Linked DNA regions of Mus musculus: all the other regions are linked to region 1. A link is a contact called in public Hi-C and HiChIP or PLAC-seq data. All regions are on one chromosome and are shown on one strand. The core of a region is the stretch at or near the end of the contact, and the rest is flanking DNA. Distances in the headings are between cores, read along the strand shown.

The links. Hi-C and Micro-C count contacts between places; a contact is called where the count stands out from the background. HiChIP or PLAC-seq counts read pairs in DNA pulled down with a chosen protein or histone mark.
Region 2: an H3K27ac HiChIP or PLAC-seq map of SST interneurons shows a contact between it and region 1, with 17 times the contacts expected there. The contact joins two enhancer-like sites. A contact is called at or near these places in 1 of 484 Hi-C or Micro-C datasets (nephron progenitors) and 3 of 115 datasets of contacts at active chromatin or transcription factors (SST interneurons, embryonic basal ganglia and embryonic forebrain).
Region 3: a Hi-C map of cortical neurons shows a contact between it and region 1, with 7 times the contacts expected there. The contact joins two enhancer-like sites. A contact is called at or near these places in 1 of 484 Hi-C or Micro-C datasets (cortical neurons) and 1 of 115 datasets of contacts at active chromatin or transcription factors (embryonic forebrain).

What each region holds. Positions count from the first base shown.
Region 1 is chr8:89,973,731-89,978,320 of GRCm38.p6, forward strand. No RefSeq gene overlaps it. Among named protein-coding and RNA genes, the nearest start is that of Gm24212, 310 kb to the left of the region's middle. Within about 2 kb of position 2,036, at least 8 of the 459 cell types and tissues checked have an H3K27ac peak or open chromatin away from gene starts, as enhancers often do. A contact at or near this core is called in SST interneurons and cortical neurons, where this site is marked.
Region 2 is chr8:90,656,542-90,660,567 of GRCm38.p6, forward strand. No RefSeq gene overlaps it. Among named protein-coding and RNA genes, the nearest start is that of Gm35850, 82 kb to the right of the region's middle. Within about 2 kb of position 1,385, at least 20 of the 459 cell types and tissues checked have an H3K27ac peak or open chromatin away from gene starts, as enhancers often do. A contact at or near this core is called in SST interneurons, where this site is marked.
Region 3 is chr8:90,892,947-90,897,188 of GRCm38.p6, forward strand. The region is part of intron 2 of Chd9 (chromodomain helicase DNA binding protein 9); the gene reads left to right. Among named protein-coding and RNA genes, the nearest start is that of Chd9, 66 kb to the left of the region's middle. Within about 2 kb of position 1,750, at least 76 of the 459 cell types and tissues checked have an H3K27ac peak or open chromatin away from gene starts, as enhancers often do. A contact at or near this core is called in cortical neurons, where this site is marked.

The DNA.
Region 1 (4,590 bases), core at 786-3,285:
CTTGTAAGATAACAAAGTTACAGGACATAGCACATCATTTGAGAACAGGAGCTCCCTGGATGCACTCTGACAGTCAGAAGTCAGCATGCAGAAGCAAGCAGTCATTTAAGAGGAGTGAAACACTGAATTATCCATGAACTCACACAACTCTACTGCTTCATAGAAAAGCACAACAATGCCTGTTCAACCAGTGTTAAATAAAAATTCAATAAAATGTTAACCAAGTGAGTTAGTCATCTTATTTTTAAAACAATGGTTAGTGCATTTAATCATAGTGCAGTATACTCAGAATTTAAGGATGGACTCTTTTTAAAAGAACACATTGCACGCTAATCTACTCTATATAGTCCCACTTACTGTTATAAGGACTAAAACTTCTATGTGTTTTTATGAATTCAATATGTAAGTGGTAAACCTAATAAAAGTAGAAAACTGTACTATGTATATAAAAATCTCATAAAATTTACCCCCTCAAAGGAAAGAAAAGCAAATGAGCTAGCAGATTTCAATTTGATCAGGTGGTTGTTTGTTAATTGATAAAGAGCACTTACCTCTGTATTTATGTAAAAAAAAATCTAGATAACAAATGGATTTTGAGATGATTGATGATAGATAGATAGACAGGTAGATAGACAGATAGATAGAAGATAGTAGATAGACAATTGTAGATAGATAGTAGACAGATGGTAGTAGATACATATAAAGTAGATAGGTGATAGATATAGATAGATAGATAGATAGATAGATAGATAGATAGATAGATAGATAGATAGATAGATAGATAGATGATAGGTAATACAACTTTCAGTGAGTATAAGTGATTCAAAGGCTCCTGTAAATTTGAAACTCAGACTTACCCCCACAGTTCCTGTTAGAAGTGGGCGTCACCTTTCATATTCCTCATGCTCCTGTCATCCACACTGCCTTGGACCCATTTGCCTCAGTGGGAGTTGCGGTAGGAGCTCCATGATCTTGATTAAATGCCCAGTTCCAGCTTGCTTACTTCCCAAATATTCATCCTTGGACAACATTTCTTCTCTCTGGGCTTCTACAAATGAGCTGGATTGATCAGCCCTCCCTTTGTGAGTCTCCCTGAAGAGCAGTGACCTCCTGTGGGAAGTGCTTTGCACCCAGAGAGCACACAATTCCCAAGAATCAGGTTTACAATTGTAGTGGTTCTTTTTCTTCTTGCTATCAATGGACAAGATCATATTAAAACACTAATATGGGTGCATGTTATATTCAGCTCTCTGCCTCCCCACTCAAAGGCCATTTATAAGATGTGCTCACAACATCAGCTTACCGCCACTACAGGGCTTTCCACTAGGCATGCAGCATTTATCTCACCTCAATGAATTCTTTCCCATCCTCTTTTAGGTTCTACTCCAGATTAGAGGAGAATTTAATATCCAGTAGCCATGGGTCCTAATAAATACATAGCTTTTCCTGGGACCAGATGACTAAACTTAACTCTAGAAAGGGAACATTGCCCATGTCAGAGTTATCGACCAGGAGACAACTATTTCAGACTGTTTCACAAAACAACAGCCTTGGCTCTGAAGCTATCTCAGCTTTGCTCCGTTTTCCCCAGAACTAGTGACAAACTTAATTAATGCAGCAATTGCTAAGGGAGAATTACCATCTCTTCTTAGGCAACAGATTCTTATTCTCAAGCCCCAAACCTTACCTATAGCAAGCACCCTTCAGTCAAGTCTTTCTATGCCTCGGAAAGGACATCTGTCCTTTTTAAATGAGAATTAACTTTTTCATTTTAGTTTTCCTCTTTGAAGCTTAAGGTAAAGAATGCAGCAGATATTGACAAATGAATCAGTCAGAACCGTTGCTTTGGGGCTATAGAAGGCTTTCAAAAACACCCTCAGAAATGCACAGATAAGTCTTTTGATGAAACACTCCCAATCTTAGAGACATTTTTAGCTGGCACAAATGTTTATCCTCAAGTGCTTTCCACGCTGTCAGCACAATCTGGGCATGTTTATGATGCAGTCCGCATGCAGCGTGAGTCCAAAATGTGGCCAGTTGTCAGAGAAGGCACCAGAAACTGTCTTGTCGGCATTACTCACGATGCTGGTAGCAAGATCAATAGCTGCAGTGCACCCAGGAAGCTGCAGAGCCCAGCAAGCAGTCATTTCTGACACCGAGAATCTAGGGAGAATGATGGGCTTCTTGGCAAAACCCAGAAGGCAGCCTCCTCAGGTTAACACAGAGGACACTGAAGCAGCGAACAGCCCTGGGGCCTGACACTACCACCTGGGAGCACTTCTTCCAAGGGAGGAGCTGTATGGAAACACAGCATTCAAAGGGAGGGAAAGCACCCTTTAGGGTTTGTGTGTGCTCGAATTTTAGTAAGGTGGTGTGATCTTGACAGAGCTTCAAGGCTCAGAAGGGGGTACACCAACCCCCTCCCTTTCCCTTTTGCCTCCCTTCTGAGACTATCCAGTCTTATGTAATCTTAAATCTCTCAAGAATCTCTTTCTATTTCAAGGCAGATGAGGTCTGCTGAAAAATAATAATAATCAATAATAATAATAATGGAGCCATGATACCTTTACTACACATGAACAGGTAGATGTGAGGTCACTGATGTGAGGAGAGTGTCAGTGGAATTGGACTATGTGTTAAATATCACAAATATGTCAACTAAAGGTTTATTAAACAACCCGCTTGAACATAGATACAACACAAGCATTAATCATCAAAGAAGTCATTTCTTAATTGTCTACTGTGTGCACAATAGAACAGCTTTTGTCCATGAGTCATCATTCATTCCACTGGGCCATGTATTAAACTCATTAACACCATGACCAAGGCAACTTGAGGAAGAGTTGATCCTGGCTTGCAGTTCCAGAGGATACAGCTTCATCATGGCACAAGAGCATTGCAAGAACTGACAACTGTGGTGGCAGAAACAGGAAGCTAAGAATGCATGTCTTCCACCACAAGCATCAAGCAGGGAGTGAGCAGGAAGTGGGGCTGATAACAAACGCCTGCCCCATGACATGCTTTCTCCAAAAAGGCATTACCTCACAAAGGTTCCCAAACAGTGCTGCCAAATGGGCACCAAACCTTCAAATACCGGAGCTTACAAGGGACATTTCTCATTTAAACCACCAATGGTCATGAAAAATGGGTAATACTTGTATCCCTTGTACTGGTGAGAATGCTGGTCATTAGTAATGGTTCTCAAAGCAGGGTTCCAAGGCCAGAAACCTTAAACATCACTTAGAAGCATGTAAAAAAAATAGATTCTTTGGTCCACTCCAGACCTACTGAGTCACTTGGCTGGTCCCTGGCCATCTTGCATTTTAACAACACTTCCAAGAAGTTTAATGTGTGCTCAAGTTTGAGAACATTGGCCCTGGGATAAAGTTTCATGGAAGTCTTGACGTACATCCAAATAACCTAGACACCATGAAAACCTACTGTACAGATCCCAGCCCTAGACGCTTTTACTTGGTTGATCTAGATGGATGAATTTTTTCTGTCTCAGGTAGCTGTAATCAGCAGCACCACCCACAAGAGACAGTAAGTATCCCAGGGTCCCTGCCAAAAATGAAAACTGTGGAGGCAAAAAGTGAAATTCCAATCTGAGCCAAATGGGAACTATATTAATACATCGTCTTTGCTCAGAGTCTGGTCGAGGAGAGCTAGCTAGGGACGTTGAATCTCAACTGGTATCCTCCAACTGAGGTTTCAATCTGTATGTTAACAAGATCCCTAAGTGAGACACATGGCTATAGAATTGGGGTAGGGTCAGAACAGTCATCACGGAAATGATACCATTTAATCATTCGTGTTGACTTAACTTCTCTGTCAGCATGTCAGTTATTATTTGATGATATTGATAGGATCCAGTTCCTATCCAATGCCTTTTCCCCATGACATGTCCTGAGTACTCTTCTTTATCCATTCATCCACAGAATAGGTGCTTGCTGGAGGTATGAGGAAGCTTACACAGTCTGGTACAAAAATAAATGTGTATTGGATATTTAGGCATGATTTTCAAATGTACAGTAGAGTCAAAAAGAAAGAGAATCTAAGAAGCAAGCATCCAAAACAGAGAGTGTTGATTTACGTCTACTTGAGCCAGAAGACAAAATGTCTTTGAACTCCAGAACCAAGCCTGGAAACTCGAAGGCTTGAATTTCTCTGTATTGGGAAGTAGGGGAGGACTGCACGGGGTGACAGCTATTCTCTACTCCAAAGGAGTTAAGAACTTGTCAACAGCAGAGTGAGAAAAAAACACTTGCTAGTGATAGAAGTCAACTATAGAGCTACAGGAAGGAACATGGATGGATTTCACAGCTGCAATGTAGAAAAGCTCAGATTTCTCAAGGACACATGGTATACAAATATTAACTATGTGAAATGTCACCTTGTCACACACAGGCCTATAGATAAAAACACTAAAAGTATAGATATTACATTGAATAGCAGTTGCCTCTGAAAAAAAATAGAAAATACGACTGAGTAGGGCATGAAAGGAGAGGATGAGTATTTTATTCTATTCTACTTCTGAAGCTGGGAGGTAAGCTCTAATGCCTGCGTATTTGTGATATTCTGAATGTAGTT
Region 2 (4,026 bases), core at 135-2,634, 680 kb after region 1:
TGTTTTTATGACAGTAAACTCACTCAAACAGCTGTTGTTTTTTAAATAACTAATTAGCAGTACCATAGTTGGCTACTAAAGTTAATTGAAGGGGGAAAAAAGCCAAGTAATAAATTACTTCGACCCATGTGATTGTTTCCTTGTTATAGAACGACAGTAAGTACTCGGAATGGGGTTGATTTGTTATTAAGATCATGATGATACCTACCACTACTCATTGTTATGCAACAGAAACTTTGCTTGGGTTCCTGCCTTAATCTTCCCTGAGTCCATTAAGTAGATCATATAATTTCCCCCATTTATATGTCAGAAAGGCTCAAGAGGTTAACTGAATTTCCCCGAGATTGTAGATAAGTGACAGAGCCAAGATTTGAATCCAGATTGACTTTATGCCAAAACTTTTGTTCTTCTCCATCATACCATACAGACTCCAGACTTAAGGACAAACTCCGCTCATGGGCACAAGCCAGTTTTAATCTACCCTTTGATGACTGACTGACTGGTTGACTCTTTGACAGATCAAATACCTTCCATGCCAAGCCTCCAATAGGATAAGAGAAACCAATTTTCCCACCATTCTCCACTCTGTACATTTGAATAAGTCTTTGTATTTCCCTGCAGGTATAAGACAATGCTCGTTTAAAAGGGATCAGAGATCCATATTTGTCTTTACCCGGTCTCATCCATGATTCATTTTTAACAGAAGCAAGCCCCTCCTCCCCCTTCCCTCTGCCCGTTCCTCGTACATAGCTATATTGCTTGGCTGACTGCACGGATCCTTTGACAAAGCATGTGTCACTCTCACAGCTAATAGATTGATATGATAGCAAACAAATGTCTTTCCATTTGGAAGAATTTATACTTGAGAAAACACCTTTCCCCCAGGACCCTCTACTTATCCATGAGGATGAATCATGGGGATGGGTACAAGACAATCCCTACAGAGAGGTTTTTCAAAACCAGCTTTGATTGGTTGGCCTTCAGCTAGGTTTTTTTGCTTTTTTTTTTTTTTTAAGCACCTACAAATTAGGCATGCCGATTATCTTTTCAAAGTCTTTCTGGCTTTGTTCATTTTAATGGCAGAATAAGACAGCATTTAGACCCAAACACTTTCCCGGCAGTGTGCAAGCTGGGCCCTAAACATTTACCAAGAAATCGTCCCAGGGTCCAGTCGTCTTTCAAACAGAAACAGTGTTTAGCTACATAGAAATCACTTTAGGACAGAGCTGTTCCAACAGTCGCTGTGCCCACAGAAAAGGATTCTATTTTGGCTAGCAAATACTTGCAAAAAAAAAAAAAAAAAAAAAAAAGCCTTTCTAGCTATCCATGGGAAAGGAGTGAGTGCCCCCTGGTGAAAATGTGGGAAACGCTTCCATATGTTGTTTTTGGCTGGCAAGAAGGTGCAGATGTCTTCACAATAAAAATATACTCGCTGAGAGTGCTCATATCCTTGAGAAGAGCTGGCACCGTTTGCAGGACTGGATCTAAAGGTGACAAAGGCATACAAAGGAAGCAGGACAGAGGGCCTACACCAGAACAGACAAGTTGGAGCCACAGGTGAACCCGAATTTAAGTGTCTCTTTCTGGCTTCACCAAACCTACCCTCCATCTGTCTCCACCCTCTTCCTTGTCCAGGGGAGCCAACCTATAGGACTTTATTATGTATCCCTTGGCCTTCTGCCCTCTAGTCAGGTTTACCCAAGGGGAGGCACTGGCTGGTGATGGAGGAGGAGGTATAGGAAAATGTTTATTCCCAGGCTCCATCCTTCCAGTACATTTGGAAGGTACTGTCTCCCCTTTCCCCTGCCACCACCACTGCCCATAATCTCAGCAACTCCAGACAGCTGTTCTATATAACTTTCTCTTGAAGGTCTGGTGCCCTTTAAGCATATGGTGGTTAGAGCTCCTCACTGTTGCTGGCTTGAAGTACTTCACCATTCTCCCAGAGTTCCCTTCCTGCTACACCCACCTTGGTTAAAACAAAACAAGTTCAGACAGCAAAAATGCACACTGACAACCTTTATCAAGGTACCATCTCCTTTCCAAGTTTATCCTGACTGGTGCACATGCCACGATTTCTATAATATGCCTTTAAAATGCAGGTAGAGTGCTACACGCATAGAAGCTCAGAAGGAAGCTGGAAAGGATGCTGAGGCAGGAGGATTGTGAGTCTGGGGCCCAACTTGGACTGCGTAGCAGGACTCTTATCTCAGACAAATAAACAGTAACAACATACAATATACACAAAACATAAATGCAATAGACATCTAGATTTGTGTAGCACCAGGGACCCCTAAATCTCCCAGTCATTGTAGGCTCCAAATCACCTGGACAGAAGTGAAGTTAAAAAAAAAAAGAAAAAAGTATGGCCAGCTGTACAAAGGTAAGGCAGAAATCTCAGTGGTTTTCAGAGTCTTACTTCCTTCCGTGGCCTGTGACATCTTTAGCTCAAAGTCAAAGCTCTGACTTTGTTTTGAGTAGGACGAAGATTCTGTTTACATTTAGCCTTCACCCATCTCTCCAGGGTGAAGAGAGAACAAATTGTCCTGTCAGGAGAGATCCGTGAGATTAAACAATAGTGTGTTGGCTCTATGGTGCTAAACTGTTGAGAGTAGAGGCTCTGCAGACCCAAGAACAAAAGGACAGCCCCCTGGTCTGTAACCAGGGCACCAGCCCAAGGGTCTGTTCACTGGCAGGAACACACAGATGTAGCTGGACCCTGCCAGTCCTCCACACATCCGGACTTTCTGCATGATTCCATTGTGAGGCTGTCATTCCGGATTGTGCCTGTGAACTCTCTGCTGCTGGGGGTGGAGAGGAGGAGGGAGGAGCAGAGGAGCTAGCATGGCCTTAGGCTTTCAAAGCTGGGCTCCACTCCCAGTCTTACTTCTCCCTTACTGTGTGATGGGGAACAATGTTAACCCTTCCAAGACCCTTCCCCAACCTCCCAGTGAAGATAACCACAGCATCAATGCCGTTTACCCACCTAGCTGGTGTCATGAACCTGGGAGAGCAGGACCTAAAAATGAAGCAAAATAAAGTCGCATCCAAGATTCAACTATTCAACTTTATTCAGAGCATCGGACAATTTATATGCTGAGGGTTAAGAAGAGTCACCTGAGTGAAGTGTCCAATCACAAGGACAATGCCTCACATGGCAAAAGCATGTTTTCCCCTGAGGAACATGAGTGACAGCACATGAGGTAACTTCACTCCTATCCACTGCACCTGGGAAGAGCACAAAAACACATTTCAAGAACAATTTTGTGTTTTGAAGAAACCGAGGTCACAAGACTCTCGTCTTGTTTTGCTGGAGTTTTCTCACTAGCAGTCAGATTTCTCACATGACTCCGCTCTTGGGCTGTTCTGACACAGTGGTATGAAGGGTAAACAGAGTCATAAGAAATGAAGTGTGGCATCCCAAACACACTGAGGACATCTGTTGTAGAAGACTTGGCTTCATCCTCCTAAATTCTAAAGAGGGCATAGGCCTCCACCTCTGCACTGAAGTTCAACAGTCAGATCATCATACAGAAAATGGGTTTGAGCTAACAGCTTGAGTTGTTTTACATCCAGAAACGTTCTCCTGGGCCCGTAAGATACCACTAAAGCCTGACAACCTAAATTTGATGGCAGGATCCCATAGAGGATGGAGAGGAAAGCAACTCTTGAACGTTGTTTCCTCCTGACCTCCATACTCAGGCTGTAGCACCTGGATGTCCATCACGATGATGATGATGGTGGTGGTGGTGGTGATGATGATGGTTTTTAAAGAAAAATTTTAAAGTATTTAAATTCAAAAGTTTAAAGAAAATTCTCCCTTTCACACCTGGCCCATTTCAGCACACTAGGAATAAGAAAAATAATGATAAAAACTTATTGTGAGGTCCTCATGACACAACAGATACTCTACAAAGCTATCTTTAATTTTATGATTATCAAATATATAAAGGCATATATTTAAAGAGTCAAGGAGTCATAGAAGATTACATGACACTCAGCACCTGTCACCCTTTGCCCCCATGT
Region 3 (4,242 bases), core at 500-2,999, 920 kb after region 1:
TTGAGTTGTTTTTAGGAGTTGGCTTAGCAGTGAAAATCACTGTCTTTTCTTCCAGAGGACCTGGGTTCAATTCCCAGCACTCACATGTAGCTAGCTAGCCTTCTGTGATTTTCATTCCAATGGAACTATCTATCAGTTTCTTCTGGTCTCTATGGGCCCTGCATGGACTTGACGCCCAATCATACATGCAAGCAAAACATCCATATGCATAAAATAAAAATAAATATTCATGCTGGCCTGGAACTCACTATGGAGCCCAGGCTGGCCTGGAAATTGCTTATTTGGTTTGCTTTGCTGGATTTGTTTGTTTGTTTTCCAGGGGAGGGGGTGTTCAAGTCAGGATTTCACTCTACAGCTCTGGCTGTCCTGGGACTCACTATGTAGACTAGGCTGACCTAAAGCTTACAGAGATCTGCCCACCTTGGCATCCTGAGTGCTGGGATTAAAGTTGTGTGTTGCTTGCCCTTAAACTCACAGAGATCCTTCTGTTTCAGTTTTTCACGTGTTGGAATTACAGGCATGTGTGTCCACCATGAAGTTTTCTTCTCAACAGCACATGAAAACAGCAGTGTTCATGACAACATCTTCTCCATCTTGGAGACTGGATGGTTCCCTCTGTATTCTTGACTTATCTTTGTCCCTAAAACCTCACTTCTTCCACCAGGCATGGTGGCGCACGCCTTTAATCCCAGCACTTGGGAGGCAGAGGCAGGCGTATTTCTGAGTTCGAGGCCAGCCTGGTCTACAGAGTGAGTTCCAGGACAGCCAGGGACACACAGAGAAACCCTGTCTCGAAAAGAACAAAAACAAAAAAAAAAACAACAACAACAACAACAAAAACCCTCACTTCTTCTGAAAAGCTTCTGTGGCCATACACTTTAGACCAGAGTGACAAGCATAAATGTTCATAGGGAATAAACAAAGTGGACCCGAGCAAGTGTTTTGCTATAGGGACACGTGGGCCGTGACATTTGTAGAGTATATACTTCTGCTTGGCTCCAAGATGGTAATGAACACAGTGGAAGACCTCAATGTTACTGAATCTCTAAAAATTTAGGCGTCTAAACTGTTAGGTAAAACATTTTGGCTTTTAAATGTTGGCAAGTCAGGAGTGCAGGTAAATTTATAGTCTTTGACAAGAACAAATAATTTTTGCATAGTGAGGGCCATGTGTAAAAAGATAAACAAAGACCTACGGTGGCATGTGCCTCTAGTCGTAGCTCCTGAGAGGTAGAGGCAAGAGAATCTTAAGCTTTATGGCCAGCCTGCTACATGAGGAGACCCTACCTATCTCACAAGACAAGAAGAGTAGAGCAAAGTCAGCCCGCCGCCAAGGCTCTGTGTCATCTGCTTAGTCCTGGGTTATTTTGGAGAAAGTAGCAGTATCTGAGTCATCTTGGCAGACTGGGAAAGATGTGCCACTGTGGGTAAGCCCCTCCGCCCAGAGCTCCGATTTCCTCTTCTGCAGACTGGGATGCACTCAAGGGTTCCCAACAGATGTCCATCTAAGTCCAGCACAGCTTCAGAAATGCTCTCTGGAGCTGGGGAGTGGCGGAGGGACCCCGAGGCTTGCAGAACGACAGCTGAGCCTTTGTTCTGTTTTCCTCCCTGGGATTTTTCTTTGCTTTTTCTGTTTAAAATCCTGGACTTCTGCCAAAAGTTTAAAAATAAAATCTGAGAAGTGTGTTTTCGTAAAGTTTGACGATCTGCGTTAGCTGCACAGCTCCACTGTAAGGTGTTACCAGCTTTTCTCCGTTTGTCTAAAGCTGCTTGTTTGCTCCCAGTTGTCACTGGGTCTCTACAGATAAAGGAGTCGTCCTCAGACATTACAGGGAGGGCCTACGGTACAGTTGAGTGTTAGAGCAAGGGCAAAGACAGGATGTACGCCCACATATACAGGCATACATGCACCCATGTGCATATACCACACACACCATGTGCATACACTACACACACCATATACACATGCATCCTTGCACAAACATAAACATGTGCACACAGACACACACAGAGAATTATAGAAAGATTCTGATACATTAGTTTATCAGATTTTGTTTTTACATCTCTTTTTTACATTTGTTTGTTTATTTATTTTTGAGAGGTCTCATCATGTAGCCCTGGCTGTCCTAGAACATCCTATGTAGACAAGGCTGGCCATGAACTCACAGAGATCTGCCTGTTTCTGCCTCCCTGGCTCCCCAGTGCTGGGATTAAAGGCATGCAACTAATATGCCTAGCCTTTTTTTTTTCCGGTGAACAGATATGTTCTTATTTCTAGTGTTATAGTCCTTATGAATAATGTAATCATATCTGCTACCGAAAAGCTTTCCTGGCCATTTATGGTGATGTAGCTATAGTTCCTGTTACTTAAGAGGCTTAAATCCAGGAGTTTGGGGCCAGTTTAGGAAACAGCAAAACCCTGTCAAAACAAACAAATAAAACCCACCATCAACAAAAGAAAAACAAACTCACTAGCAACAGAGCCTTGTTGAGTGTGTATGACTTCATAAAGCCCACCGACATTGCCCAGGGACCTCCAACCTCCAGTCACTCAGCTCAACTGACACGAATCTGAGTACAACTAATTCATTTCAAAGTGTTATCTTTGAGGTCAGATGTAGTGGCCCCTAGCCTATAATCCCGGCACTTAGTAGGCCCACAGCAGGAGCATCTGAAGTTCAAGGCTCATCTAGATTACACGTTTAAAAAAAAGAGCTCTAATTCGTTGATGACAGTATATGATGATTATGTAGAAGATTCAAAATAATAACCACAAAAAAAGGCAATTTTGTCTTTTTGTTGTCAAGGCAATTTTGTCTTTTTGTCGTCGTCGTTGTTGTGATAATAGAGAAACTAAGTCTGAGTGAGGTCCAGGCTAGCCTGGACCACTGAGACTGGTCCACCATGTGTTCCTCAGGCTCCCTCTAAGGTTGCTGGTAACTTTGAGAAGTCAGGTGGCCTGAGGACTCCTGTTTGAAGCTGTCTTCAGATCCTCTAGCAAACTGCTTTCAACTCTGGCTTTCCAGAGCTTCTTAGCTACAGAAATTGCCTTGAATGGAGGCTGCTAACACACAGCTCTTATTGTTCGCTGCCCTAATCTCAACCGATCAGAGGATCCGTGAATTTAAATTGCCCTTTCGAATGACCTGGATTTTTTTTTCCAGTGGGAATAAAAGAACTTCAGATGTGGAATGGAATCTGTTGATTTTCTAATGTTCCTGCTGAGTTTCTCCTGATGTAAAGAAACCTGGTTTTCCACACCTACTTTAAGGGGTTCAGGGTCCCTAGTGGGACTATGTGTGGAGACAATGCAACACAATTATTGATTACAGGACTTTTTTTTTTTTTTAACTTAGCACCTTGCTGAGGAATAATAAGCTAAGGCTGGGTGAGGGAAGCCTACCCAGTACCTTTCTCCAGCTGCTAATCTCCTAGCATGTAGCAGCCCTAGGTAGGGCAGGGCGATGCAATTTGCTTTCCAAATTATTACCTTCCATTTCATCCAGTATCTTAATTAATGTGCTACACACAGAGACAAGGGTCTCACTATTTAGCCCTGGATAGTCTGTAGCCTGTTATTTCAACCAGGCTGGTCTCAAACTTACAGAGTTCCATCTGCCTCTGTTTCCCAAGTGCTAGGATTACGGTGTGAGCTATCATTCCTGCCTGAGATACCCCTATACCACCATCGTAACTTTAAGGAATGTCCTTTGTCCTGTTGGTTGCAGTTGGGTCTTCACTGTAGTTTAGTTTCTTCCCTTGTGAGTGGATGGTAACATCAGGGGCTCAATGAACTGAAGAAGCCTAACCTCACATCCAGCAAACCCAAATTCCAGCCCAGTTTTCTTTCCCACTTTTATAAAACACTGCTGTTGGGTTTTCCTTTAAGTTCATCTCCAAGACAGAAGACTACTAATTTTCACTTGCACACTCTAGTACTTTCAGGGAATACTTATAAGCGTGTTTATGAGGAGCAGCGAGGCAGACAGCATAGGCGCTATTCTCACTTCCAGCGCGAGAAAACTTGCTGAGCAGTTAGTCAGTGACAGCTTGCGCTGTGGTTCAGCTAATGGTCTTTTCATCCTATAGCCTTTGCATTGCATTGCAATCCTCTGGCCTTTGGGGATTTGTTAGTTTGTTTATTGTTGTTTTGAGACAGGGTCCCACTGTAGGAACAGATAGGCCTGGCTGGCCTCTGAACTCAACCTTTGGCTAAGGCTAGCCTAGCAAAGCCTGAGACCC